4 separate regions of the Zea mays genome follow, and all the other regions are linked to region 2. The links are chromatin contacts, called in public Hi-C maps. All regions are on one chromosome and are shown on one strand. Each heading gives the region's core, a stretch centred on a gene start, on an enhancer-like site or on the middle of the called end of the contact. The rest is flanking DNA. Distances are from core to core; before and after follow the strand shown.

What was found. A called contact is a pair of places that touch in the nucleus more often than the background predicts.
Region 1: a contact with region 2 is called in a Hi-C map of leaf, with 7 times the contacts expected there. The contact joins the promoter of LOC100278439 here to the promoter of LOC100284983 in region 2. A contact is called at or near these places in 7 of 25 Hi-C or Micro-C datasets (bundle sheath, ear, leaf and 3 more).
Region 3: a Hi-C map of leaf shows a contact between it and region 2, with 8 times the contacts expected there. The contact joins the promoter of aoc2 here to the promoter of LOC100284983 in region 2. A contact is called at or near these places in 8 of 25 Hi-C or Micro-C datasets (bundle sheath, ear, endosperm and 2 more) and 1 of 3 datasets of contacts at active chromatin or transcription factors (leaf).
Region 4: a contact with region 2 is called in a Hi-C map of leaf, with 3 times the contacts expected there. The contact joins the enhancer-like site here to the promoter of LOC100284983 in region 2. A contact is called at or near these places in 6 of 25 Hi-C or Micro-C datasets (bundle sheath, ear, leaf and 2 more) and 1 of 3 datasets of contacts at active chromatin or transcription factors (seedling).

The regions. Positions count from the first base shown.
Region 1 is chr9:130,676,318-130,683,295 of Zm-B73-REFERENCE-NAM-5.0, forward strand. LOC100278439 reads right to left here and starts at 5,145. Exons shown (of 7, transcript NM_001151717.1): 1 at 4,740-5,145; 2 at 4,487-4,639; 3 at 4,302-4,379; 4 at 4,090-4,185; 5 at 3,954-3,989; 6 at 3,698-3,861; 7 at 3,134-3,555. The coding sequence starts at 5,036. The coding sequence ends at 3,393.
Region 2 is chr9:130,485,132-130,492,656 of Zm-B73-REFERENCE-NAM-5.0, forward strand. It overlaps LOC100284983 (sigma factor sigB regulation protein rsbQ), which reads right to left and starts at 4,580. Exons shown (of 2, transcript NM_001157878.2): 1 at 3,931-4,580; 2 at 1-328. The coding sequence starts at 4,301.
Region 3 is chr9:130,638,470-130,645,439 of Zm-B73-REFERENCE-NAM-5.0, forward strand. It overlaps aoc2 (allene-oxide cyclase2), which reads right to left and starts at 2,923. Exons shown (of 2, transcript NM_001147795.1): 1 at 2,566-2,923; 2 at 1,751-2,458. The coding sequence starts at 2,880. The coding sequence ends at 2,057.
Region 4 is chr9:130,661,406-130,668,630 of Zm-B73-REFERENCE-NAM-5.0, forward strand. No RefSeq gene overlaps it. Among protein-coding and RNA genes, the nearest start is that of LOC100278439, 16 kb to the right of the region's middle. Within about 2 kb of position 1,271, at least 18 of the 20 cell types and tissues checked have an H3K27ac peak or open chromatin away from gene starts, as enhancers often do. A contact at or near this core is called in bundle sheath, ear, leaf and 3 more, where this site is marked.

The DNA of each region.
Region 1 (6,978 bases), core at 3,895-6,394, 190 kb after region 2:
CACGGCGTCGCCGTGCTCCTGGCCACCGAGCGCACCGGCGATGTCGCGGCGCTCGCCGAGCGCTGCCGCTTTTTCTTCAGTATCTACAAACACCACTGCGACCGAGACCTCCGTCCTCTGTTTTTGTGTTTCTGGCCATTTTCCCCTGTCACTTCCTGTTGGGCGGGGGGCCTTGACCCGCGGTCACCGTTGCGGCTCCACTCTACCTCATACATACCCTTCCCTCCCTTACCTAGTTCCCGCCGCCGCCACCCAAGCAGGCACAACCGAGGAGGAGCAGGACCCAACAAGCCCGCCGGGCTGGAGGGGCGCTAGGGTTGGACGGAATCGACGAGGACGGAGGTGTTTGTGCGAACGTGGCGGCGGCACGACGGGCGATGGGGAGATGAGGAAAGAGGAGTGGTTGAGAGTGGAGGCGCGGATCTGCGGGGAAACGCGAAGGGTGGGATGGCGGGTGGAGAAACGCGTAGCTCGACGCGAGAGGGGCGGGGACACAGAGCTCATGGCGAGGAGATCTGCGGGGAAACGCGTAGCTCGGCGCGAGAGGTTGGCAAGGCTCATGGCGAGGAGATCAAGCTGGAGGTTGGCGCGGAGCTCGGCCGGTCGAGATCATCGCGGCGAGGAGGGTGGAAGTTGCAGAGCGCATCGAGGACGAGGAAGGGCTGGTGGGCGGGGGGGAGAGCGATGCGGAGATCGTGGGAGGGTGGGCGTCGGTGGAGGACTGGAGAGAGCGCGCATCGGACGGGGGAGGAGCTCCACGGCATATTGGACGATCGAGATAGCTAGATGGCAGAACGGCAGAACAGAGGGAGGCAGACTACTCTTACATACTTAATAAGTAGTATAGATTTGACGCCAGACAGTTCATTTTTGAATTAAAAACGACAAGTAAAAAAATGGAGAAAGTACTATTCTATAAATGACCATAGATTAACTTATTATGTAGCCACTTTGAGCTACGATTATTGCTGTAATAATTGACGAGACTATAGTGACTTCCGCCTAAATTGTCTACTACAATATTATAATAAAGTTTAGCATGAATTTAGTGTTGCTCCTTTACAGAGAAAATTCATGTGTGACACTTCATACTTGCATGTTCACTAGTACTTCATAGTTAAGGGTTTATTTATGTACCCTCAGCTTATTACATAATCCAAAATTTATATACATAATAAAAATTTATGCCACTCCACAATATCGTGATATATAAGGTAATGGACCTAAAATATACATGCTCACTTACTATAGGTTAAACTATTTATCGAACACTTAAGTTGTGTCCACCAGATCGTGTATATGATTATGTAAAACACTATTTTGCGTTGTAAACTGTATTGTTCACAGAGCGAAGTTTGAAATATGAGATAAGATGGGAGATATGATGAGTAAAATGCTAAAGACAACCTATAAGGTAGTGTTTGGTTGAGGAGCCAAGTAGAACGGAGTCGTTCCATCCCTGATTCTAGGAACGGAGCCGCTCTATTCTGTGTTTGGTAATCTGGAACGGAGTGATTCTGTTTTTTGTTTGGTTGCAGAGTGAACGGAACGGAGCGTGACTGCGCGAGTGGGCTGGGAACGGAGCGGCTCCGTCCGATTGATTTTTTGGAGCAGGATGGTTCCAGATCTGAGGAGAATATTCCCTAATTGGAGCCACTCCGTTCTAGTTACTTTGTAACCAAACAACAACAAAACTGAGACAGAACGGCTCCGTTCTACTTGGCTCTTCAATCAAACACTACCTAAGAGATGGGGAGAAAGACCATTGTTTTTTTAAAGAAGGTCCTAAGTTGGTAGGTATGTTTTGTTTGTGGTGGCTTATCTCTCCTAGATTTACGGTGAGCAAGGTGTCCTTTTTAGGATGTATGGTGGCTATCACTCTTTATGCCTCTGATTCATAAGGGCAAGATGACTTTCAGACATTAATTCACTTTTTAGGTGGATACATATCAATCTGCTTGGAACTTGGATACTTGCCCTTTAGAGATTTATTTGGACTACTGTTTTCTCTCATTCTGATTTGATGTTGCACATGGCTGAAACTTGTAAGATTAGACATGGTTAACTGCACAACTCATATACATGTACATTGTATAAATGTGTATCTCCTCTTCTAAAATGTTGATTGTGTTAATTTGGATTTAGACCCTAACCTTGTCGTGTAGCCTTTTTCCTCTTATTGCAGTGGATAAATCTCATTGTGTAAAACTCATATTACTCCCTCTATTTCGAAATATAAGACATGATTTAATTTGGAGCATACATTTATACTATGAAAACTAAAATAAGTGTTGTTATTGCTTTAGGACGTTAGCGAAGTATGTGAAAGATATGCTATGTGAAATACTACACATATGGGAGAAGCGCTAGATTCGTAGACTTTAGGATCTAGCCAATTTCCCTCTGTGACCTATCCTAGTTCTTAGCGATAGATAGATTTACTCATGTAATGGAACGATGAGGTAGAAGAAGATGTGGGACGAGTATATGGTCTATACCTTTGAGCTCGAGGTGGATGACGAAAGTCGGTGTCGGTGTCAAGTCCATGCGTAGAGCGCCACCGTTTAGACTTGTTTCTCCTTCTCCTTATGAATCTAGGAGCTGGGGTGGCACGTCAGTAGCCGATGAGGTAGAACCATTAGTGTCTACCGGCGCCCTAGAGAGTTTGACATTTTTTGTCACTCAAGGGCTAAAGGAGATCAGATCGTCTAGGAACTATGGCGGCTAGGGTTACGGATGATCAACCCTTTCCTTTGACTCATATAGCACCTCAGGGACACATCTATGAATATAGTCATGTCCCCGATCAGGGTACAATTAGTTAGGATAGAACGACTCGGTAACCTTGACCGAGCTAGAGAACACACCCAACATTATCTTCATTGGCATTCTTGTTATTTTATCTTTCTATATTATATAAATTTAGATTTTTTGGAGAGTTTTTATAAGATATGCGTGTAGCATAAATTTGGTTAAGGGAGAGTGTTGTAAAATCAGTATAAAAAGGTAATGTGATCAGATGACTCCGAGGGTGGCAAAATTAGTTAGAGGGGAGAAACTGAGAAGTACACACTGTAATGTGTATTAACCCTTGCATCCTTTGCTGTAAATAAAAGGTCACTCTCTACAGATGTAACTCAAGAAACAAAAAGATCAGAGGTAACTCAAGAAACGGAAAGACCAGATGTAACTCCAGAAACAAAGAGAGAAAAGTGAATATATAAACTCTTGTTTTTTCTCTGATTCTGTGTTGCTTTTTCTTGCTGTTCCTTATGCTTGTGTGCCATTAAGAACTCAATTTCTAGCAGTTCAGTCCGAAATTTCCCATCTGACAAAAAAAATACGTCCTGTCCTGCCGCGTCGTACCACAGCAATACTGCTCTAGGTATTTATCAGTTGAGCAGGTCGTCCCACCTGCAGTACTGACCGCCGGCGAGGGCCCGGTAGTAGCGGTCCCTGCAGTAGACGGGCCGGCCGTCGGCGGCCTCGGCCGCGGCCGCAGCGAGGTCGTCGTCCTGCATCACCTCGACTGGTAGCCGCAGCAGCTCCTCCTTCCTGCGTAGGGGCGATGCGTTGCACGCATCATGAAACGAAGCTGCAGTTAACAAGAGAAGAGACGCACCATGCAAAGAGCTTTGCTTGCAGCATATGTTCGCCGTGGACCGTGGGCACACGTGAGTACGTGACGGCCGCGCACCTCAAGCTCGGCTTGGACGAGGCGGTGGCGGAGGAGGGAGGCTGGCTCAGGGCGTGGAGGAAGTCCTCGACCGGCGCGGCGAACGCGAAGAGCGACACGGCGCCCACGAGCAGCGCGCCGGTGCCCACCAGCGTCTGCTTCAGCAGGTTGACCACCGGCTTCACCTGCAGAGCAGAGGTTCGTCGTCGGTGAGACTTACCACAAATGAAGTGTGCTTTGTTTGGGGGCGGGGTGCCAAAAGAATTTGCGTTAGTACCTTGTAAGATCCCAGGAGCCTGTCACGGGCCAACACCTGTAGTTCAATGGAAATGCAGAAGTGTAAACATGATCTATCTGTGCAACTAGCTATATCTTGGTGGCCATTGAATCATGTTTGTTTGTTTTTTGTTCACCTCTGGTGGCTTCACCCACATCTGGCCGTCGTACCATCCGGTTTCTTCGTACGGTACCACCGCTGACAGCAGGCGATCACCAACGTAGCTCCACCCCTGCACAGGGACACGGTAGACGGCGCTAGCTCAAGTCAAGACTAGCACAAGCTGAGAACAAATTAATCCGTCGGCAAAGTCGACACCACCAATTCTTCTCTCGATCATGTCCTTACCAGGTATATCCTGAGAACCGCCAGTGACACCAGAAGCAGCGTCCCGATCCCAGCTGCTAGCACGAACTTGAGTGGATCCTGCGTGGCTTTGGGCAGAATTTCAGAGACCAAGGAAGAAATGGCCAAGCTAAAATCACAGGGACGTACGTATGCAGAGAAGGCTGGGGATCCGAATTTCGGCGCACCTTTCCTGGATTGAAGCTTGCGGCGGCAATTGGAGCCGCGAGCACAGTGAAGGTCACGAGGCACAGGCCGCCGAGGCGGAGGAAGAAGGACCCTGGGCTCAGCTCCGCCCACGAGTAGAGGGCGCTATCCTTGAGAGCAGAGTACTCGTTCACCTGCACCAAAACAAAAACAAAAAAAAAAAAACGTTTGGAAATATGAAATAATGTCCACAAATCAGTCATCTGAATTACTAGACATAGCATCTGGGGTTACCGGTCTTTGCTCGAAGGGGACTTGGATCTCCAGCCCGGGGTCCCAGCTCGGACCGCCGCCGGCGAAGCCGCGGCGGCTGCTGCCCTCCGGCTCCTCCTTCAGCGCCATCACCACCGTGGCGCTCTGCCTCGGCCGCCTCGCGACGAGGCCACCCGCCGCCGCTAGCGCTGGCCTCCGGCTGCGGCGCCAGCAGGGCTCTACTGCCGCGTAGCAGGCGCCATGGCCATAGCCGCCTGGAACAGGAACCGGGAGCACCACCGAGTGGACGCCGACGACGATCTTCAGCCGGAGCAGCATGGATAAACAGCACCCTTCCTGGCCCTGGGTGTCTGTCACGCCGCGTATCTGCTGCCCGCCTCCTCCCTCTGTACTTCTTTGCCTCCTATGCTAGGGTGTGCGGTGCGTCGAGCGGGCGACCGAGACGTGTGCATCTTTTTACGTGGTGCGGGTGCATCGGGCGACGGCTCGTGTGGCTGGCGCAGGAGGGGGGTGTGGCGCCCTAGCCTACACGTGGTGGGTGCCCGGTGGCACGTTGCCTGCTCGTTTCGGCGCGCGCCGCCTCATGCCTGGATTGAGATCCTCTGAATTTGTGGATGGGTCACTGACACGCGGGACTGAGCAGAACTGGGTCCCACGTGCAGTGACACAACTGCACAAATGCATAAATTCAGAGGACCCGCGTCCCTCATGCCTACGCTCGGTTGTTTGCCAGTCGTACCTCGGCCTGCATTGGGCTAGGATCCTCTGAAAATCTCGAAAATCAATGTGTGCCGGGCCAGGATTATTATGTACCTGCTCCCTCCGGTTTCCTATTAGTTGTCATTTAGGACAACGACATGGTCTCCAAAATATAACTTTGACCAGTATTTTTTGTTAAAATACAAATAAACTCTTAATATATTTATACTTTTATAAAAGTACTTTTTATGATAAATTGGTGCATATAAATATTAGGTTCCAAAACTAAATAACGAAATAGTTATTTGTAGTCAAAATTTTATAAGTTTGACTCGAACCTTATCCAAAACGACAACTAATAGGAAACCAGAGGGAGTACTGTTTTAGTATTTAAAGAACAAAATCACCCCTCACGAGTAGGAGTGGTAATGATCACGATTCAAATACTTCTTTACAAAATAATAATACCCTAACTAAATTTTATTTTAAAAATGAATATAAATAGATCTAATTCCAATTTGATCTGATCTTTAAACCTTACAATGTAAAATTTAGTTTATCGCACCCTACATGCATTTACAACTATAATCTATAGAGACAAAACATTGTAAAAACAGTAGAAGAAAGTACGGTTTAAAGTCAACCGAACAGGCTGAAAGTTACAATTCTAAATGGTTTTTAGTTTATTTTTAGTTCATGTCACATCGAATGTTTGGATGTTCGTTAGAAGTATTAAATATATTCTAAAATTCTAAAACTAATTATACAGATTAGAACTAAATGATAAGACAAATCTATGTTTGGTGTCTCATCCTAACACCTAAGAAAGCTGGGTCTGGAACAACTGATGGCTACATCGCCGAATGATCAGCTCGTTCCATGGTGTCAGCGAACACGAAGGGCAATGAGGAGGTGTAGTTTTCATTTCATCCATTCGCTGAAAGCTTGAACGGACAAAGAGAGTGAAGCCCAGGCCTTGTACTGATGAGCAAATAAAGTGGCAGTAGTTTAAAAGAACTGGGCTGAATAGATATCATACTGGGCCTTCGAGCCAACTACTGCACGCTACTTTTTATATATTAAAAAAAACTTTACTGCTCTTTAGAGTTCTGTATACATTTTCAAGATTAAACCAGATAAATTGAATAAAATTTTAATTACGTTTATAGATTTTTTTATAATAAAAATATTCTAGTTCGATTTACCTCTTGAACTTTTACTTAATAGTCCGATTTACCCCTTAGATCGCCACATCATTAAAACCACCATCAACGACGTCAGTGTACAAAGTAAGATAAGATGAGAGGGTTGAAAAAAAAACTGATTTTGTGGATCATGGAGGAAAATTGGACGAGGACGGTAGAATAACCGAGGGAGGTCAATTAAGGTTTTTCTTTCTTTCGGGGCCTTCCTCTCATAGTACCTCTTCTCCCGTTTCTACTACTAGCTAGTCCAGTTTGAGTTCCGCCCAGTGGACACCGCACGAGTTTTCGTCCACAAGACCTGAAGCTTCACCTTCACTTTGTTCCTTTGACACAACCATCACAGCGGCCTGCGCCGG
Region 2 (7,525 bases), core at 3,330-5,829:
AAGGTGCCTGTGCAGGTACTCAGACACCACAACTGGCACCGCGAGATCCTTGGTGCTCTGAACAATGTGGCATGGGACACTAACGTGCGGGAGGAGGCTGCGCACATCGCTCTGGAAGATCGTCTGGGCAACATTTAGTGCAATGTCCGGACGTATATTGAAGAGTGTCCTGCTAAACTCCTGAACTGCCACTGATTCCATATCTCCTCCAACACACAGGGGTGCAAAACCTAAGCACCAGGCCTTGTAGTTTGATTGCATCGCCTCAAACAGCTCATCCAGCTCATCTTGCTCGAACCCGCCATAGTAGTCCACATCGTTGAGGTACCTATTTCGTCAGAAACAGAATTGAATAGGTGAGAGTAAATACAAGATGCAGTTAATACGTAAACAAAACCAGAAAAAGATAGAAGAAAACAGAGACCCAAAGAGCACCACTGATCCAAGAACAAAAGTCTTTCTGGGTCGAAAATGGATATTTCAGATATTCAGATGATGTTCACTATGCTGGTATCTTTTCATCAAAAAGGATTCATCATATAAAAAAGTAACTTATCAAGTACCAGAAGTGAAATTCATTTCTAAGTTTTATAATATATAAGCAGTGGCGGACGCAGGACGAAAATTCAGGGAGGGCCAAAAAGACCACATGAGAGACATGATTTTCTAGTTCGCCATGTCCATCGACCGCATGGGACAAGTCATATCGTTGCGACGAGCGAGATCTAGCTTGTCGAGCGGATTGATGTCATGTAAAAACAAAACAAGGGACGAAGGCGGCAGGAAGGGGCGAAGTCGGTGGCGTCGCATCGGGAATGGGTCGGCGGCGGAAACAGGACAGCGAGCAGACCGGTTTAGGTGGTGTCGAAAAGATTAGAGTTAGACAGGTAGATGCAAGGACTGGACCGAGAGGATCAGACGAGCAGGCTCATAACATGGTTGTTTTATGTCATGTTCTAAACCTTTATAGCTAACTGTTAACTGGTTTTAGCTGGGCTGTGGCATCTAACAACTAATATTTATTTGAGGAATATAACTAACAAATAGTTGATCCATTCTAAACCTCTCGACTAATTTTAGCAACTAGCTATTAGTTTTAGAGATTTAGAACAAGAATCTATACTATCTAAAACTTTGATTTTTTTCTACACTTAATACTAAATAATCATATACATAAAAGGGTGTACAAAATTGAGGGGGGGCCATGGCCTACTTTGCCCCCCCTATGGATCCGCCTCTGTATATAAGGAAGGTTCAGATGAAGTTGTGACTTCAGACAAAAAATTGTGATTTAATACCACTGAAACCTAACTTTATTGCAAAGAACACTGGCATGTGCCATCATACTATATATAATCATATAAAGAGCCAGGGAGGGGCTACCCTAGTGCAATATGACGTTAATTTATAGATCAAATGCCCATGTTTCACTATGATCTGAATTTTGCTGCAAGATGATCAGCTGAGAGTAATTTCCAAAAAATGACTCTTGTGCAAATTAGTACACATGTAAATCATGTGGTTAGAGGGCAATGGCACTGTGGATTCAACATGACCCTTCTGTATTTAACTCAAGTAAAATGTGGAAACTGTGGATTACTCAATCAAAATAGAAGGCCAATAATTGTTTTTTGATGAAACAGGAGGGGTGGATACCCCTACTGGAACTAATTAAAGTAAATATGTACAAGGAGTTTAAGGAGTTACAATTGAAAATTACATCTTTACTAATCTAAATGGTTTCGCTAGGAGCTAATGGCAGAGAATTTTTTTCCTTCTGCACTCTATGAAGTCATATCAAAAAGACCTTTGAAGTTATTGTAGCAGTTCATAACTGAAGGCTCTATGCCTTGGAAGAAGGCCAATAAAATTACTACGGAGGTTTATATCTGTTGTAGCCATGTAAAATCTGGAACTTGAACTTATGATTCAAGGATCAGTTAGAAACAACTTTAGGAGTTTATAAAGACAGCAAAATTTCAGTGACTTCACACATCCCAAGTTGTTAATGTCTCCTCCCAAAAAAACACATAATATCAATTTGAGAGAAATTAAATGAAAGGAAAGGACCGTTAGTGGTTTTTCAGGAAAATAAGACATGAGACAGAGCATTCTAAAAGGATTCAGTTATTGCATTACACAATAAAATGAACTCCAAACACCAACGTACCAAGAAGTGTACACACTTGCACTTTCCTTGCCTGCAAGTGAGTACAAGTCGAACTTAAATCTCAGATCCAATCCATATGATTTTACCATTTTTGTTTCTATTTGAAGAAAATGCTAAAATGAAACTTGGTAATGCAGATTAAGCTCCCAAATGCACTAGATTATTTCTATTCTTTGTCATTAGTTATGCATTCTCTAGTCTGCATGCTAGAAAAGAAAGGATGCACTTCAATTATGATAGTTGATCCTAGAATTCAACACATGTCAGAGTATTCAGATTTGTGCTGGCTACAGCATTGCATCATTTGCAGCTCACTACAGTTTTAAGCAAGGCACGTCTTTTGAAGGTTTGCAGCAAGGTAACATCATGAAAGGAAGATTTGGACATAATCCTGTCACCATATTAAGAAAAAAATATTTAATACCTCATAGCTGCAAGAAAAATAAAAAAAAAGATAGTTAAGGTGGGAAAATTACAAAAGGGCCAGATATGCATATCATGGCATTTTCCTTGCACTGCCTTTGTTAATTTGTTGTTTAACTCAAATCATTACCAGGGAACTACTATTGCTAAATACAAGAGTGAGATTCCCTGCAGAGTTCAAGGTGAACAACAAAGCTGAGCAAGGTCAATTTGCACATGTTTAACAACATGCTACACCTTACAATGGATTAGCTTTCAATACATGTTACAGTAGGAACACATAAGTGTTTGTTCTTCGAAAAAAGCCTATTACTATCTATATGAGTATTTGTCACCTCAACCAGGTTGGTTTTTATTTGAACCCAAATTGAATAATTATTGATCTTTAATCTCTACTGAACCAAACAGTCTCTAGTTTTAATTGCCTACACTGAATTATGGTAATCACCAATTGTCATCTTGTTTAAAAATCTTCAATCAACAACTAGGATTTCAGTTCTGCAAATTTTAGTGACAAGATCAATCTGGTGCTAGAGAAAAAGGTAACCTTGTATATATTGTGTACTGCACCTTATCGGTAGTTATTATGACCGTATGGCCCTATTTCATTCTCATCTCATCTGTTGAATTTCGGATCCAACAGTACAACACTCAACTACTATCAGTAACCAAATTTAAAGTATCAGTCATATTAACAGCTCTGAGTACTTGTAGATGACTGATCACCATCATCCATAAAGGTATCACGATTTGGGCGGCCCATACATCGGGCCACCTGATTTTGAAAGGTTAATCCAATATGTGATCCTCAAGTTCGAAATAGTGCGGTGGTAAGTGACAGAACACACTCACAATTATCAAAAGAAATAGTGCGGTGATAAGTGACAGAACACACTCACAATTATCAAAAGTTTTCGAGTATATCGACAGGAGTGGATCCTTCAAGAAAAGATGTCCACATGCTACTCTAGGAGGTCCTACTCTAGTCGCATGACTCGAGTGAACCACAAGCCATACATGTTGACAGCCATATGGCATATACAGTATAGAATTTCTGTTCCAAGTCCCTAACCGGGCTCTAATTTCCCAAACCCAAAAAGTTGCCGTCATGGGAACCGGGCTAGGGGTCCGTACCGGTACCTTCTAGTGCCTAGAGAGCGAGCGTATAGCTCAATTTACCAAAATTAAAGCACAACAGGGAAATCAAGAGCTGCCACAGTCGATTCGTTCGCCTGTTCCCAATTATGATGGTATGGATTGTGAACAGAGCAGGAAGTATATAATAGCAATAATAAATAAGAAAACAGGGGAAATTAAATAAAACTGAATACAATTACCTTGGGGACGCGGAGAGGAGCACGAGCTTGGTGAAGAGGTCAGGCCTGGAGATGGACGCGAGCGCGCCGATGATGGCGGAGACGGAGTGGCCGACGTAGATGCAGGATTGGACGCCGAGCTCCTGGAGGATGGCGAGGAGGTCGAGCGCGTAGCCCTCGAGCGTGGAGTAGCGGGAGAAGTCGAAGTAGTCCGGGTTGGTGGGGCCGGCGCCCATGGTGTCGAAGAGCACGACGCGGTAGTCGGCGACGAGGTGCGGCACCAGATGCTTCCAGACGGACTGGTCGGTGCCGAAGCCGTGCGCCAGCACGATGACCCCGCGCTTCCCCTCGCCCACCACGCGCAGGTTGTGCGCCTCCTCCACGATCCCCATGCCGTGGCGTGGGGGCTTCCTTGGTGGACGCGCTGGGCGGGACGGGAAGAGGAGAGACCGGGAGGGCAGAGGGGCAGACCGATACAGGGAGCAGAGCTGAGCCACGGAGGAGCAGTGGGAAACGGATGAATGGCCGGGGAACCTGCCGGTCGGGGAGGGGAACGCGCGCGGACCGGACGGACGCTACTGCTCCTGCTGCCCGTGTTTCGGCGACAGCGGCCAGCGGGACTAGGCGTGGGACGTGGTCACAGACTGGGTCGATAGGCGCGGCGGTTTGGTGGGGGCGGGGATCGCCTCACTCTGCAGTTGTCAACTTGCCATTGCCACTTGCCAGAATGCCAGTTTGCCGCTACGTCCTCCAAAAAGTTTGCGAATTGCAAATGGTACGCGGGCCGGCAGAGAACTATTCATAAAATTAATTTAGAGCTAACTATAAATTATGCTCCAACAACGTCTTAAACGAGCTCTCTAAATATACCAACATTCTATTCTACCGCTAGAAGTAGATTCTGGCCACCAAACACTTTGCTTCTTAGTCTGCTTCTACGAAAATCGCTTCTGTAAAAAAAACGTTAGAATTCGACAAGTCGTCGCGATAAGAGAAATACATGGCTTCCTAAATTCTAAACAGTACGGACAGTGGTGAAGCTAGAGCAAATTTAAAGGTGGTGCATTTAGTTTATGGATGCATAAGAATTTATTTTAGGTGTACATATATAGTGAAAATTTCAACCAATTCTATAGATTTTGTATTTTTAGGGGTTGCATTTGCACCATCTGGTTAGAGCGTAGCTTCGCCCCTGAGTACAGATCCATTCATCTTTTTCCGCACCCAAGCTCTATAATATTCATATTCTCGTGACAACTAGATTATCCACGAATCCATATTTAAAAAAACTCTTTAGAAAAAAAAACTGAACCAAACAGGCCCTAAGTATCTCTATCCGGTCGCTAGACTTGGTAAGCTGTTTTACACTCCCAATAGTCTATTTCACGTGTCAATCGCACTGTGAAATCATTTGCCGCCATCGAGTTCATGCATGTGTACAAGCGATGCACTTTGAATGACTTGAGATGTGAAAAGGATAAATTTATCATTCTCGTTTGACAAGTTTGAAGATGATCCATCCAAAAAATAGAGAAAACAGTCGATTGTGATTTATATCGAATAAAAATAATAATTAAGAAAAAGAATGATGATTATTAAACTTTATCATACAAATAAAACCAAATTTAAATCTACAAGTAATAACTAGAAAATTTGAGTTGGCATAATTTTTAAATATTTAATAACCTAATAATTGAGAAATGTTGAAGGAGATGATCTAAGGGGTGCAACGAGCAGTCGAGCACAATAAACATGTGTGCCACCAGACACAAATTCTATTGGGCATGGGTCTGAACGTATAATTGTGTCCAAAGATACAGTTGTGTGTTTTAACCTGGGTCTAACAGATGTTTTATAGTGGGCATGAAAAAGCTCTACCCGTGCACATGTGTGTGCAGAGTAACACTAACAAGTGAGGACCACATAACTAAGTATACATAATCAATTAAGGTTTCTCCCTTTCGTTGTTATTTCTAGGTGAGTATATTTTTTGTGGGTATATGTGTGCTCGCGGGTTTGTGGTGCCCGTGGATCATGGACGTCACTCATGGATCATGGATGTGAGCACCATAATCAATTAAGATGTTACTCTGTTGACAATCATTTATCACAAACTTGAACCACAAGAGCACATACCTACCTTGTGTTCACAGAACTCTTCATGGATTTACTGATAGTTGAAAAAACTTATACCAGCTACTTCTATGAATTAAGATAACTAATCTATGATAATCAAAGTGAACGGTTCTAAACATAGCATGAAGTCCACAAGGCATGTGAAGAGGCGATTAAAACTTGTTATAAAATTAAGAAACTCCAAAGTGATAGCATTGAATTATACCATTTGTCTAGAAACATGGTAGATAAATTTACTAAGTGGTTGTCATGTGATGTGACAGTTTGTGCATCGAGTGCTTGAGACCCACATGAAGCCTATAACCGCGGAGACCAATCCTATGTGATCAGAGATCATATGAAGTAGGATTGTAAAACAAGATGGTGGTAGACTAAGAGGAAAGACCCTTACTAGTTCTATCTCATATGTATGTCTTTTTCTTCTGTGAGGCATGTTGGTTTGTACTTGATGTGTTTCAAAGTGGCTTGTTGAAGCAAATATGTTGTCCTAATGGACATCTTTTGAGAAACACACCTATATGGGTTCGAATGTCAGTCACAGTTTGTGAGATTTGGATGATCTTTTATATACTCATGAAAGATTATAGAGTTTGACTTATATGCTTTAACCAGTGGGGAGACTTTTATCAAACTAGTACTAGTAAAGAGCTTTGGTGAAACTTATTTCATATAAAACTATCAATTCAAGGCATAGTCTATTATATAATTGGGAAGAAGTGTAACCTATATTCTAGATAGATGTGTAGCTTGATTGTCTCTACGGAAACACTAGTATATTAAATGACTCGGAAGTGAGAATATTACATAAGTGTCCTAGTATTTTGGTGGGGATTGCTAGATTTAATATAAACATGTCTTATATTATATTTAATAAAACTAAAGAAATCCTAGGAACATATTAAATTTGCCTGGACATTAGATCCCTACAAAGTCCTACGGGGCCGTCGGCAACCTCGAGGTTGTTCAGGGGTATTGGGGCCACCTAGAGCTATTAGGGGCCTCTTGGGTTTTTCGAGTGTGTGGGCGATCATGTTTTTAGAATATTACATACGAGTGTTGCAACGACCCACTACTCCCAAAAAACCTAGGATACGCGGTAGGAATGTTAGACAAAATAACCTAAGAAAGTATATCTATTCGATTCAAACTCCTCGTTAATTAAAATAAAGAGAGGTGGATCCATGTGTTGTTCTATAACTAATCCCGCACCTTTATAAATTTGTGGTGCTCTACCGTACAGGGTGATATCACAGCCAGTCAGCCACTTAATCTTGGCACTTTGCTGGTTTCTGCGTAAGATATCAGCTTGTGATTAGTGAATTAGTTGATTTTCTATGGACTAGCGGTGGAAGGACAAAGGAACAAGATGCAAGTGGCAAAGCTGATAGTGATAGGAACCAATACCGGTGAGCAACAGAAGCAAAGTAACTGGACATAACCTGGAGTATCTTTATGCCGTCTCTGTTAGAGCTCTTTCAAT
Region 3 (6,970 bases), core at 1,673-4,172, 150 kb after region 2:
TAGGCAGCTTGTATTTTATTTATTAAAAAGGAATAAGATTACAAGGGGCTAAAAAACCCTTGCAGAATATTTACAAGAAAGGGGAGCGGGGGAGAGAGAATACAATTCAAATATGTCCACAAAACTGGAAGCTGGAGAGGGAGAGGCAGAAGGAGGAGAGGGAGACTGAATAATATTACAAAGAGGTTGGTGATAGTTAATCTTATAGTATGAGGTAGCCGAAGTTGCAAGTGGCACCAGCAATGAATAAGTTATCTTAGTATAATCACATGTTTATGAAGAATACACATTATCAATTGTCACCGGTTCCCTTTACTTTCAGGTACCTGGAGAGCAAACCAACACATTGGCACCCTACCCACACTGTAAATCTCAAGGACATCTTGGATGTGAACAAGATTAACATGTCTCTCTCAGTCCAGCACACCATGAACTTTCAAAACATCCGGGAGAAGAACATCAGGAGGTCTGAGCTCGTTATGGAGTTGAAGAAAATATTCGAGGAGATGTCCATCCGGTACCACCTTCTACCCCAGAAAGTTGAACTCACCTACGTCGGCTTGAACCCACTGCCCATGGGTCCTTCTCATACAAGATAGAAGATGGGTGAAGACTTTTAAGTCTCATACTGACAACTTGATCCGTTTCATGGGATCTGACAACTGATGGCTAGCTGTGCAGTCTGTTCTGAAGTTACTAAAACTCTACTTCATGTCCGGTGTTCAAGAGGTTCCTGAGCTTCAAGAAGAAGCATAGGGGGAGGGAGGTCACTGTAATCGACTGCATGTCGCCGCCCGTGCCCTGGCCAGCCAACAACGCCAGCGGCAGGTGGCAGCCTGCTAGCTGGTGGGTCGGGCAAACGCATGATGGGCTCCTCTGATGTTGCCTCTGATGATATGGACCATAGCTACACGATATCTCCACAAGATACTCCTTCTCAATTTCTTCGTGCCATTTGGCATTAGTTATCGTGATATTATATATTTCCGTTGCAACGCACGGGCATTTACCTAGTAAAAGTTGAAGAGTCGGTTTGTCTCCTACCCTTCCAATCGATCTCCCTTCCCCCACCCACCGTCATTCAATGGGGTTTGGGCTGGCCCGGCCCGTTGACCTAGCCTGGTATAAAAAAACGAACTGTTAAGCTTTGTCTACCTATCGTGTATAGTTAGTCCAGGCCCGTTTCAACATCTGTACTCCTTTTATTTTGTAGCTTCTCTGTTAGCTCTGCTAGATAGATATGAGAAACTTCACGAACTCTGGTAAAAAAAAGTGGAGTGCAGGATTAAATTCAGCATGTTTGTTGCAGCTTACGACGACTTTAATTAAACTCAGTATTTTGTCTTTATAGATTGCAGCTGTATAGCGGAGTCCTAGATACTTCATAAATTATAGGTTTGTGAAGAGCTGTTAGCTGTATCACGGTGTAGTTAATAGAGCATAACTGATATTTTGATGCAGCGAAAAAGGCAAAAGTTTTTTTTAAAAAAAAAAACAGGCAGGCACGTGGACTCGTTGAGCCTGAGCATGTGTAACAGATCCTGTTTCTCACTTGCCTTGCCTCCCTGTTATTACAGTGAACGTGTAGACTCTGGAGTCTGGACACACAGCCGACTCCAACAAGGCAACAATCGCTTTAAGAGCACCAGCAGCGGTCGCTGCAGTTGCATCACAGCTCAGCGCTCAAAGATTCCCAAATCCCGTCGTGTCAGCAACATGTCCATCACCATCACCGTCAGGAAGGATTACTCGACGACAAAGAAATATCTCATTGTTTGTCCAAGGGTGACACAAGTACACAGCGGCTACTGGTTAACCCCTAACGCTACTAATCGATCATACATAATTTGGGAATGGAGCACACACAACTCGATCACGAGCTGCAGAAAGAGCAAGTGAATGAATGGAGAAGCACACACAACTCAATCGATCGCATGTTTATTGGTGCTACCACGCACGAACGTACGAATCGAAGGACCTAAGCCATACAAACATACAAATCGAGTGAGGGACAGGCATGGCAGGCAGAGATGGTTCCTGGGCTGGAGTTGATCAGTCAGTTGGTGTAGTTGTTGACGCAGGCGTGCGGCTCGGCGGCCCTGGCGGCGGGCGTGGGCTCGACGGTGGGGGAGGGCGGGACGGGCGTGCAGAGCAGGTCCCTGGGCAGGTCCGGGATGCCCCGGAGGTAGAAGGTGTAGAAGATCTTGAAGGGGAAGACGATCTGGTGGAGCTTGACCTGGCCGTAGGCGCCCTCGAAGACGCCGGAGCCGCCCGTGACGGCCAGGTACGACTCCTCGTAGGTCAGGTACGCGCCCTGCACCGAGATGTGGCCGTAGTCGCCGAAGTAGAAGCTGTAGATGGCCTCGTACCGGTCGCCGTTGCGGTCGGGGACGTGCTGGATGAGCACGCAGATGCCGGCGGTGATGCCCAGCCGCTTGTCCAGGCTGCCGTTGTAAACCTGGGTGCATGGGTGGGTGGGGAGGAAGAGCGGCTAAGCGGAGGCACCGATCAAGCAAAAGCAAAAGCAAAAGCAAAAGCAAAGCAAGGAACACAACGACGACGGACCTTGTTTGTGAAGGGGACCAGGTCGCCCAGCGCGTTCTCCGTCTGCTTGGCGCTGAGGCGCAGGTACGCGGGGCTCTCGCGGTCCCGCTCGTTCATCTCGTACACGTACAGCTCCTGCACCTTGGTCGGCCGCGCGTCCTTGGCCGCCGCGGGCTTGGGCGAGAACAGCGACGCCCGCACGGCCACGGGGCCGACACGGCTCCGCGGATGCTGCCGGAACCCGCCCACCGCGACTCTGGACGCCTGGCGCACCTTGGAGGCGGCGGCGGGGCTCGAGACCTTGGCCGAGGCCGGGGACCTGAGCGCGGCGGCCATGGAGACCTAGCAGAGGTGGCTGGCTGGCCTGGCTCTCGATGCGATGGGGGAAGGGAATGGGGAATTCGTGAGTGAATTGGTGGTGGTGTGTTTCTCTTATTTAAGTGGGTGACCGGGGCTAGGTGCACCTGCTGCTGCTTTGGGGGTCCATGTTGATCGTCTTTTCACGTCGTCCGGGGCGCACCGGCCATAATTGGGCACGAGTACAACATGCGCTGCGTCGTGCCAAGCGTCGTCCATCACAACGCCGTGTGTTCACAACTTCAGATCGCTGGTTGCCTTTTCAGATCTGAGTCGCCTCGTCCACGCTGCGTGTGTGCAGGCACAAAGGGATGGCAACGGGATATAGATATAGATATATACGTATGTAATTATATATGTCTATATATTCATATGTATATACATATATAGTATATATATATATAGTATATGTATTTAGAGCCCTAGGCTCTATTTAACTATAGGAAGCCCCGACCACGTACCGACCAGGTGCGCGACCGCACCGGACCCTTTTTGGCTTATTGTACCTAACTGCTTACGCCAAAATATAATACGAGTTATGCTGATGTGTGTATCAGTTTATACAAATATAGTCTACACATATTACGTGCATCGGGCCCACGATCCGGCCCACGCCACCACTATAAAAACACCCCCACGCCGCCAGGAATTCGGTTTTAGCGGCGGCGGCGGTTCTCTAGGGCGTGCGAGCGGCGGTTCTCTAGGGCGTGCGAGCGGCGGTGATCCTGGGGGCCAGCAGCGGTGTCACCTCGAGGCAGGCGACCGACGGTGGCACTCCACCAGGAACGAGCGACAACGACGCTCCGAGGCAGGCGAGCAAGCGGTGACGGCGCTCTTGAAGCGGACGGACGACGGCAGCGCACCCTAGGCCCGGTGACAACGGCGGTTGTCCCGTCCGTCTCTGCGATGGCCACCGCCACCGCCGCTCCAGCATCTGTGGCGCGACGACGGATCTGGGGACACGCTCGCGACGGCGGATCCCTGAGGCGCGACGGCGAATCTGGGGACACGCTCACGATGGCGGATTCCTGTGGCGCGACGGCGAATCTAGGGACACACTGCGGCATCGGATCCCGAGGGCACGCACGCGGCGGCGGCCCCATGAGGTGCGCACGACGGCGATGTGCCAGCGGTCGCGACGGCGGATTTCCCTAGGCGCTAGCGACGACGGCATCCTCCCCTAGGCACGAAGTGGTGGCGCATCCTAGATGCGAGGCGCTGGTTCCGCAGGACGGCGATCCTATTTTTATGCTATTTTGTATACATATTTATGCCAATGTCAATAGGATTTTATGACCTATATTTCAGTTCATAGATCTGCTTCCATCTATTTGTCTGTTTCTGATATTTCTATTCATTTACGCTAAAATTTATACTCATTTACGTTGTTTTGGTTCACGATTTACACTTAAATCCGCTCGAGCCAGAACCCGTCATTTACGCTGTTTTGGTTCACGATTTACACTTAAATCCGCTCGAGCCAGAACCCGCGCACAATTTTTACGCCGTAATTTGTCCCCATTTGCCGTTACGAAATCAATCGATGATTTACGCTAAAATTCATACTCATTTACGCTGTTTTGGTTCACGTTTTATGCCGAAATCCGCCCGAGACAGCGCCTGTGGCGATTTTCATGCCGTAATTCGAGACCCATTTGTCGTTACGAAACAGATCGATGATTTACGATAAAATTTGTACTATTTACGCTGTTTTGGTTCACGTTTTACGCTAAAATCCACCCGATCCAGAACCCGCGCACGATCGGGTGCACACGATTTTCACGCCGTAATTTTAGGCTCCGTTTGCTGTTACAAAACAGATATAGGAATTACGCTAAATTTCGTACTCATTTACGCTGTTTTAGCTCACGTTTTACGCTGGAATCCGCCCGAGCCAGAACCCGCGCACGATCGGCTGCATGCGATTTTTACGCCGTAATTTTAGGCCCCGTTTGCTGTTACAAAACAGATATAAGATTTACGCTAAATTTCGTACTCATTTACGCTGTTTTAGGTCACGTTTTACGCTGCAATCCGCTCGAGCCAGAACCAGAACCAGAACCAGATCGAGCGCGCGTAGATATACCTGACTGGGGCTTCCCATACTAATGGAAGCCCAGGGCTCCCATTACCATCACCCTATATATATATATATATATATATATATATATATATATATATATATATATATATATATATATATATATATATATATATATATATATATATAAAATTATGTGTCCGGGTAAGAGATATGAGTGTTGGTTTAATATTAGATCTATAGATGTGGGTTTAAAAAACCCTCTACCTGCGTTTCAAACCCGTTGCCATCGTGCACATGCTACGGCTGCGGTCAACAACTCATGGTCTCTGATTATTCGGCGTTAAACCGTATAGGGGCCGGGTTCCAGCCTTGCAGGCCGTCATCGCCAACTCCAACAGCACCGAGCTGCAAGATGTGTATGTATATTCAGCACGAAATCCCTGTGCTCACTTGTTTAGTGATGGTCCCAACGACAAGTGAGCTGTAATGATTATCCTGGACGACAAACTTGGAGACGGTGGACCGGTGAACGAGGTGTTTTTGATAATCTGAACTAGGATTGGTTCGCTACCTAAATTAGTACAAATTTTTTTAGAGCTAGTTTGAGAACCCTATTTTCCCACGGAATTTTTATTTTACCAAGAGAAATTAGTTTATTTTCTTTTGAGAAAATAGAAATCCCTTAGGACTGGTTTGGAAACCCTATTTTCCCAAAGGTTTTTTTATTTTTCCAAGGGAAATTAGTTTATTTTCCCTTGGGAAATTAAAAATTCCATGGAAAAATGAGTTGCCAAACTAGCCCTTAGGAAAATGTAGTTCCCAAACTAGCCTTTAAGGTTGGTTTTTCAATTTTGTCGATTAATCTTAACAAGTTATAATGCAGTTAACTGTGAACCAAACAAACCATTAGCCATGATTAATTCACGAGATAAACATATTAACTCCAATTAATGTATGTATGTTGTGAACTTCTACATCGTACTATGTTATTTAGAAAAATAATTATTTCAAAAAAAGTATTATACCATACCACCTATAGCCTTATATAAATCAACTTTGAAACTTGTTATAAATCATTTTTAAGATTAACTGAATTTTAAAAATCCAAAGGCAAATAACTAACTAGTAGTTGTTTTTATATAAACTTTATTCTACTACTTATGTTTTTAAATAAATGAAGTTGTCCAAAGTCAATGCTTTTAGGTTTGACAGAAATTTACATATAAAAAAAAGATAAAATATTTATGACACAAAATCTATACTATATTTAAAGCATCAGTTTTTTACGAATAACCCCTCACAACTATTTCAAATTAATCTGTTGCACGTCTATAGATGACAAACGACGCTCGATACGGGCTAGATGCACGCGGGCCACAACTATGGCACAGACACGTCATGTCGGTCTGCTAACTGTGTCGGGCCAGCCCGTTAGCCCGTTGATCCATTTAATTAAATCAGTGTAACGACGCCCGACACGAGCTAGATGCACGCGGGCCACAACTATGGCACATGCACGTCATGCCAGCTTGCTAACTGTGTCGGACCAACCCGTTTGCCCGTCGATTTATTTAATTAAACCAGCGTAAAATGTTAGAAAAACGGTGCAAGAGGTGGGGCTCGAACCCATGCCCTGATGGAAGAAGGGCGGGAGACACTGGGTGAAACTGTCTAACCAGTAGAACATCACGCTAAGATGTTTTTAATATTGAATATAAATTGTATATAGGTATATACATTTTTTTATAAAATAAAAAAATAATCGTGTCGGGCCGGGCCAGCACTACGGGCCGAGGCTACAGCTCAAGCACGGCACGGTGTTCTTTGCTCTTGCATTTGGTCGTTTATGAGACCACATTGGCGCAATGGACTACATGATGTTTGAGGTTGCTGAATTGGATGGAGCAGCAATGATTTGTCACACTAGCAGCAAAATGAAAGGTTATTTGTTGGTTTTAAACGTTAGTAATTGCTACGAAGTAACGTAATTTATATGGAGCGCATCCAATTTTTATTGATGGCTGA
Region 4 (7,225 bases), core at 21-2,520, 170 kb after region 2:
CGGTCTGTCTCGCCCCAGCCATGCCCAGACAGCATGAGAGGCCAGATGATCCAACTCAATGTCCATGTCGCCGCAAGAGTGCGCCACAGCGAAAGACTCCTCTGGGCGTATTGCGGTGCTGCTTCTGAAGGCCATCGTCCAATTGCCAAGAGGCGGGAAATTGGAATGATCCGAGGGAGGAGGTGCTTGTGGCTGTACTGAGGGTGGTTGTGGAGTTGTGGTCTTGGACGCCTTGTAGTTCTGAGGGCAGTGCCAGCTTTTATGGCCCGAACGACCACACTTGAAGCATTTCACCGGGTCCCTGCACTCAGCTGCACGGTGACCCCGAGCAAGGCAACGAAAGCATTTATTCTGCATGCTTGCCAGTAGCCCGCTGGTTGCTCGAGGGATTTTAAGAGAGGCGCTGGTTGTTGGGCGTCTTGAAAGTACCTTTGAATTTGATGTAGGTAATGCTTCACCCGCCGGACGGAGTCTGCGCTTGTAATGAACAGTTGTCCACCTAGAACCGGATTGGTCGGGCAGAGTGGAAGGAATTGAATCCCCGGGAGCAGCAGCGGTATGGTCAGCGCCGTTCACTGCAGGAACATCCTGCCGCCCAAATCTGAGGCAGGATTTGGCCGGTGGCGGGGAGTGAATGCTTGCAGGAGAGGATCCCCTTCCTCTGACGAGATCAGCAAAGCGCACGCGCTTGATTGACGACTGTTGATTTGTCGAGCGCAGGATTGTTGCCATCGAAGCAGCCGAACCATTCGTGGCGTGACAAAGGGAGGTGCTGTAGCCGGCTAGGCTATGATGCTCCACGCTGTGAGCATCAGGGTTCAGATCTGCTGAAACGGAGCCTACAAGAAGCTGTAGATCCGCGACGGGACCGCTGCCTGGGAGAGGTGTGGGTCGGCTACCTTGATTGGATCTTGACTTGCTCACCGCCGGAACAGAGTGGGATACGAGGGACGGAGACGGGGGCAGCTTAGCGGGTGGTGGATGCGGGGTCCTCTTACATACCTGCTCGCCGGGGAGGAAGTCCCGTTTGCTGATGGCGGAGTGGTCGCCAGTGCCGCCGCCGGTAGCAAGTGCCAGAATAGTCGTCGACCCCTCAGTATTGCTTACCTGGTCGCTCCTTCTGTTTTTTTCCTCGATTTTGTTTTTAAGCGTGTAGCATACAGAAGCACGGCCCTCGTGCAAGATCCGCCACCTCATTTGGCAATACTACTGCCCCGGGCCTGCAGCAGTATCCAAATGGACCGGCCCATTTATGTGGCCCCTGTCCTTTTTCATCAGGCATCGGTTTTGGGCTCACAGAGGAGATGGGCAGTTGCCTAGGCCTCCGAATAATTCCATGTCCATACCTTATCTCGGCAATGTGGCCATGCGCCCATACTACCCCATCCTGTTGGAACTGAGTAACTGACCATGATTCATATCTGATTCACCGATTGCCGACTAGCTTCAGTGGTCCCGTCCAGAAGTAACCATACTTTTGCAGCTAGCTTGCCAGGTTTCTTCGTCTAAAACACAGGTCTGGGTGCGCGTAGATCTTAGCTACTAGTAGTCTGAAACAATTCGAGTGGTCATCTGAAAGTTGGCGGATTTCATTAGCTTAGGGAATGTTTGAAACTCGGGTCAGTTACGGTTAGAGCCTCTAAACAGCTTTCAAAAAATCTCTCGCTGATACACCCAGGCTATTGTTCGAGCAAGACAGGAGAGATGCACGAGTTTCCCTATTGCTCTGCTTGTTGACCTCAGCGTGCTTTCTGCGACGGGTACATAGAAGCTCTATAGTGGCAGTTATGAATCTATTTGTATTGTCGTCTTTCAGAACCGCCAGTGTTAGGGACCAGTATTACATGCGGATACTGAGGACCGTCAGTGAAAATCGATTTCCACTTACGATTGATGTAAGAAAACCAGTAAAAATCGCGTAAAAAACCGTTAGTGAAAATTATTTCCAGAAAACATAAAACAGGTTTTTAAAACAGTCGAATCACAAGTCACGACATTTTTCACGAAGAATTCGCTCGCTACGCGATTCCTAGGAATCGAACCCGACCTTACTCTCGCGCGTACCCTCATCTACTGATCCGCATATGACGTTCTTTTTGTCTGACTATAGTTTTGTTGCCCATATATTACAATCAACTAAGTGTAAATTGTTTGTTTGAGACTGTAAACGAATATAAATAAAAATATTGTAAACTACAAAGTTATATAACTTTTGAAGTTCTACAACTTCTACATTGACAGATTTTACATCCGAGGTCATTTGCAAAATTTGAATTTTAAATCTTACAAATTTAGATGCAATTTTTAGTGACGGTTTCTTAACTGTAGAAATTGATTTGTACAGACGTTTCATTAAGAAAACCGTCTGTACAAATCACGGTTTTATACAGGCAGTTTTCGTAACGAACCGCCTGTACCGTCAGTAAAAATAACACTGACACATGGTAAGCGAATCCGTCTATAAAAATTAGATGGCTCCGTAGGCTTGGAGGGGTTTTTTTCTACTAGTGTACTCTTCATGTAATAAATTATAAAATGGTTGAGAGCTCGGCGCCTTTCTCCTTCAAACGTGCATGTGGTGGAACATATGATGTGCGCCTTCTTGTTGTCCCAAACAACAAGTGAAGGAAGGCGGCCCACCCAACACAACACACACACACACAACGCAGGCAAGGCATGCACCATGCAGTGGAGCCCTGCTGGTAGCCTGAGCAACAGCCAACAGACAACACCCACAGGCCACAGCGCAAGTGAGCTAGCTAGGTCGCTCGTCTCATGGGGTGTGGGATATGGGGACCGGGACAAGCATCATCACCTACACTACCGCACGCAGCACGGTCGCACCTGCAGAGAGAGAAAAGTGAAGAAGCTCGATCGCTAGAATAGACAGTGTACTACGTAGTTCGAGCGAGCAATCGATGGAGGACGCACACCAACACCAGCGTCCATGTCGTCCCGCTTTTCGTCGGGAAAAAAGAGCCGAAAGGAGGTGTGAAGGCCACCTTTGTTCTTGTTCCCCACGAGGGAGGATTGGTGGGTGAGGACTGATGAGGAGTCAGGACCCAAAAGGTGGCGCTGGCGCCCCCCGGCCGCGCTCTTCGTTCCAACCCGGCAATCCTCGGCTGTCGCCACGGCCGCGCGGAAAAAAAAGGTGCTAGTATGCTAGACGAGCGAGAGCGGCCGGGCACGCGCATGAATGCATGCATGGGGTTCTTTTCTCCTGTCCGCCTTTGCCCCCACTCGCCGTTATCATCACATATACTTACGGTCATAGCATATCGTTGGCTTCAATTCAAACAGTGCCGAACATCATCGATCAGAGGGCATCCCTCATTCCCTCCCACGTACGTACGTACAGGTACAGTACATATTGGTGTGCTGCGAAAAGAAACACAACCGATGCATATCATGTGGATGGTCTCATGTCAGCTAGGCTCGGGTGCATGGTGATGGATTCAGTAGGAATTTGTAGACATTCTCATTGAACGAAACACCGCGCAACACCGAAATGTTACAAAATTAACGGGGCCTAAGATACTAGTACCGAACAGATCTAGAACATTAGGGGTGAAAACGGATCAGGTATACCTGTCGGGTACCGAATACGGATAGTGTAAATACTCGTTTTTTCGATACGGATTCGGGTAATTTTATATTCAGGATGAATACGGGTAATACCTGGGTACTGCAGCTTCGGATTCGGAGCTAGGACTATCTGGTAAATACCCGGATATTCGGTTTGGATACAGGTACCCGTTTTTTCTTTTTCTGCATAGTATAGTTATAAAATCATAACTTTTACATATGAAATCGGATGAAGATAAAATTTATATGAAAGTTGTAGAGCTCGAAGAGATATATAACTTTGTAGTACATCATTTTTTGTTTAAACAAATCTTTAGACCAAAATCATTGAAATAACATTTAGATTAATATCAAATTAATATACTTTGTCATTTTTATGTGGAGGGCTTAAGGTTATCTTTTTATAGACTATTTATTAGTATTGATAACTTATTTGTAATTTTGGGTCCATGCTACAATATTTTATGGATTTAATTGGATTTTGATGATTTTTATGACAAAAAATAATAACACATAAATAGCCTCAAAATAACATGAAAATCTTAACGAGGCACAATCTATGTCCATATATAACTATAAAAATGTTTGGATCATAAGATCTATAAGATGTCTGTGTTCCTTCCATTTCACTTTCACTTATTTGTATGGGTTATATGTGAAATCACTGCAAGTATTCAAGTTTCAACATAATCAGTACTTTACTTTATCATTTTCATATAAGGACTTGAGTTATCTTCGTATAAAATGTTTATTAGTTTTTGTAACTTATTTGCAATTTTTTAGTGAAACTAAAATATTTTATGAATTTTTAATATTGTGGTGTTGGTTCTACAATGTCCTTATGGTTAGTAACTTTGAACTGTATGATGTCAATTTTATCGGTTTCATTTCCTATATTTGATCTATCATATACATGATTATGTATTGCTTAATTTATGCGTTTGTTGGATGGTTGGATAATTAATATCATCGTGACGAACTACCCGACAACTATCTAGTACCTACCCGAGTAGTATCCGTTATCCGTTTTTTACCCGCCCAGATTATTACCCGGTCTCGTCCTGTATCCGTCCCGAATCTTAACTATTCGTATCCGGTCCCGTATCCGAGAGAAATACATTAGGGTAGATACAGGATGACCCTGTATCCAGCTGTATCCGTCCCGTTTTCATCCCTATAGAACATGCATCTCATAAAAATCAACGTACAAAAAAAAGTAAACGAGCGACAGATTTACCCAAAAGATCTAAACCGCGATGAACAAAAAATGCAGACCTACATATGGCGCTTCCAACGAGTGACGATGAGGAGCACCAGCGGGCGTGCGAGGCGCACATCCCAGAAACCTGATTCACCAGCACCCGTACAGGTCGTCAGATCGCTGGTGTAGGTTCGGAGACACCACCTCTCCTTTTGATCTGCTGAACGGCGGAAGCGGGGACGACAGTGCAGAGAAGCGGTGACAAAGAGAGTTGAGAAGAGGATGGAGTCGGTTGCTTTTTCATGTGTGCCCTTCCCCCGAAGGACGTCTCCCTTTATTGAGGGTTGTTGCAACGTGCAACCGCTCGACGATCTCGCACCGTCCATTACTCTCGATTGACGTGGCAGATAAAAGGCATAAAAGAAGTTGTTTAGAACACACGTCACGTTAAGTTTCATGAAAAAGCACGAAACACAAGCGAGTGGAGCGCGTGTGTGATCAGTTCATAGCTGCCCCCATAGCCTTCTGTGTGTCACATGTGAAGAGAGACACACACCCTCTCTTATAAGTCGGTTATATATCTTCTAACTTGATAAGTAATATGGAGCTAAAGTCGCTCGTGTCATCCCCTTCACAACCTTGGTTTCCTTTATTTGAATTGGGGCCAAATTTCAACACGAGCCGTGACCTGGCTGGCTGACACTTGCCGTCCTGCGTGTCATCCTGCTTGTCCGCGGCAGGTAACTCGACCAATCATCGGAGAAAGGACATTGACGGGTCCAGCTTTAGTCCTAAACCACACCCTGCAATACAAACTCAAGTTGGATATTGGTTTTTCCTTGTCGTCTACTAATCAGCAAGCCAGCCATATCGATCGTGTCGACAAATGTGCTTCCTCGTACCCCGGCCCATAAACTATTTCATTAGCAGATTCGATCGGCGGCTCGCGTCAGAATCTCTGGCACGGATCGACCCGGAGACGGCCATGTGGTGCAGAGTGGAGTACAAATTAACAAGCGACTGCATGGGCAAGCAAAACCATGCATGATGGTTCCAAATGCATGGCCCGCAGAACGTAACAGTGATCATTGCGTGGGTGGTGTATGGGCGGATCTCTCGGTAAATCCCTGCCGCCTAATAATATGCCACTTGTTTCGCTTTGCAGTGCATTGTGTTTCCCGATCCATCGTTGTCTCATGTCTTGGCTCCTCGATCGAGAACTCGCTCACAAACAAGCCAAAAATATAGAAAAAAGAAACTCGGTCACAAGGCCGATATAAAAAAACATATGCTGCCAAGCAAGATCCATATGCATCCTAGTAAAAGTTCGTTCCAACTTTGAAGTTACTGATACGTCTGCTGAATATTTGTCGTCTCGCTTGTATATTTTTAAATTAAACCGCATAAACAAACGGATATATATAGTAGAATACTATGCAGCAGTATATCTTTAGAATACGTAGCGTGCTGTGTGCCCGTTCTAGAAGGCCACCACGTAATCCAGACACTGACATGTTATTAGTGTTACGAGGCTGATACGCAATTCAATAAAGGGGACGTACGTCGTCTTGGTATACTACTGTTTTTTTCCTTGTCGTCGTTGATTTTCTTTCTTCCTCCTTTTCTTTTACAACAATGATACTCTATACTGCCATGTGCGGGAACGACGATGGTAGAGAGAACAAAGGGTGTTTGGTTTTAGAGAATAATTTCAGTTCTTTATTTTATTTTATTTAATAACTAAATTATATAATACGAAAACTAAAACTATATTTTAATTTCTGTATTTAGCAATTTAAAAACTAAAATAAGATAAAATGTAGAAACTAAAATTTAGTACCTAAAACCTTAGAGCAACTCCAATAGTTATGTAAATTTTAGCTCTCTAAATCGCATATTTAAGAAGTTGCTAAATGACTTTTGGAGTAAAAAAATGTGAGTTCTCCAATAGTTCTCTAAATATAGGTTGTAATTTTGTTTTGTATTTATCCACATAAAAAAATAAGTCACAAAAACTATATAATGCAGTCAATATTTTTGTTTAGGGAGTTGTTAAATGGTTGCCAAATGTAGAGAGAAAATGAGGTTAGATGACAAGTTGTTAAATTTAGAAAGTTCATTTAGAGAACTGTTGGAGAATAGTTTTCATGTTAACTACCTAAATTATTGATTTAGGAAGTCTTTTAAAGAACTACTGGAGTTGCTCTAACACCCTAAAAGTCAAACTACACACGTTACGTTCCCTTATCCATCACAATAGGAAACAGTTATTATATACTGTGTTTTTATAAATAATAAGGCAGACCTTTTCAGCATGGTGACCATGAGGTTGTGTTCAAGCGGAAGAAGTAGAGATAGAACATGTCAAGGTCGAAATAAATAAAAAAATATCTATTTACAGTTTATAGTAATTTCTATGGCGCAGTTTCTAGAATCCTT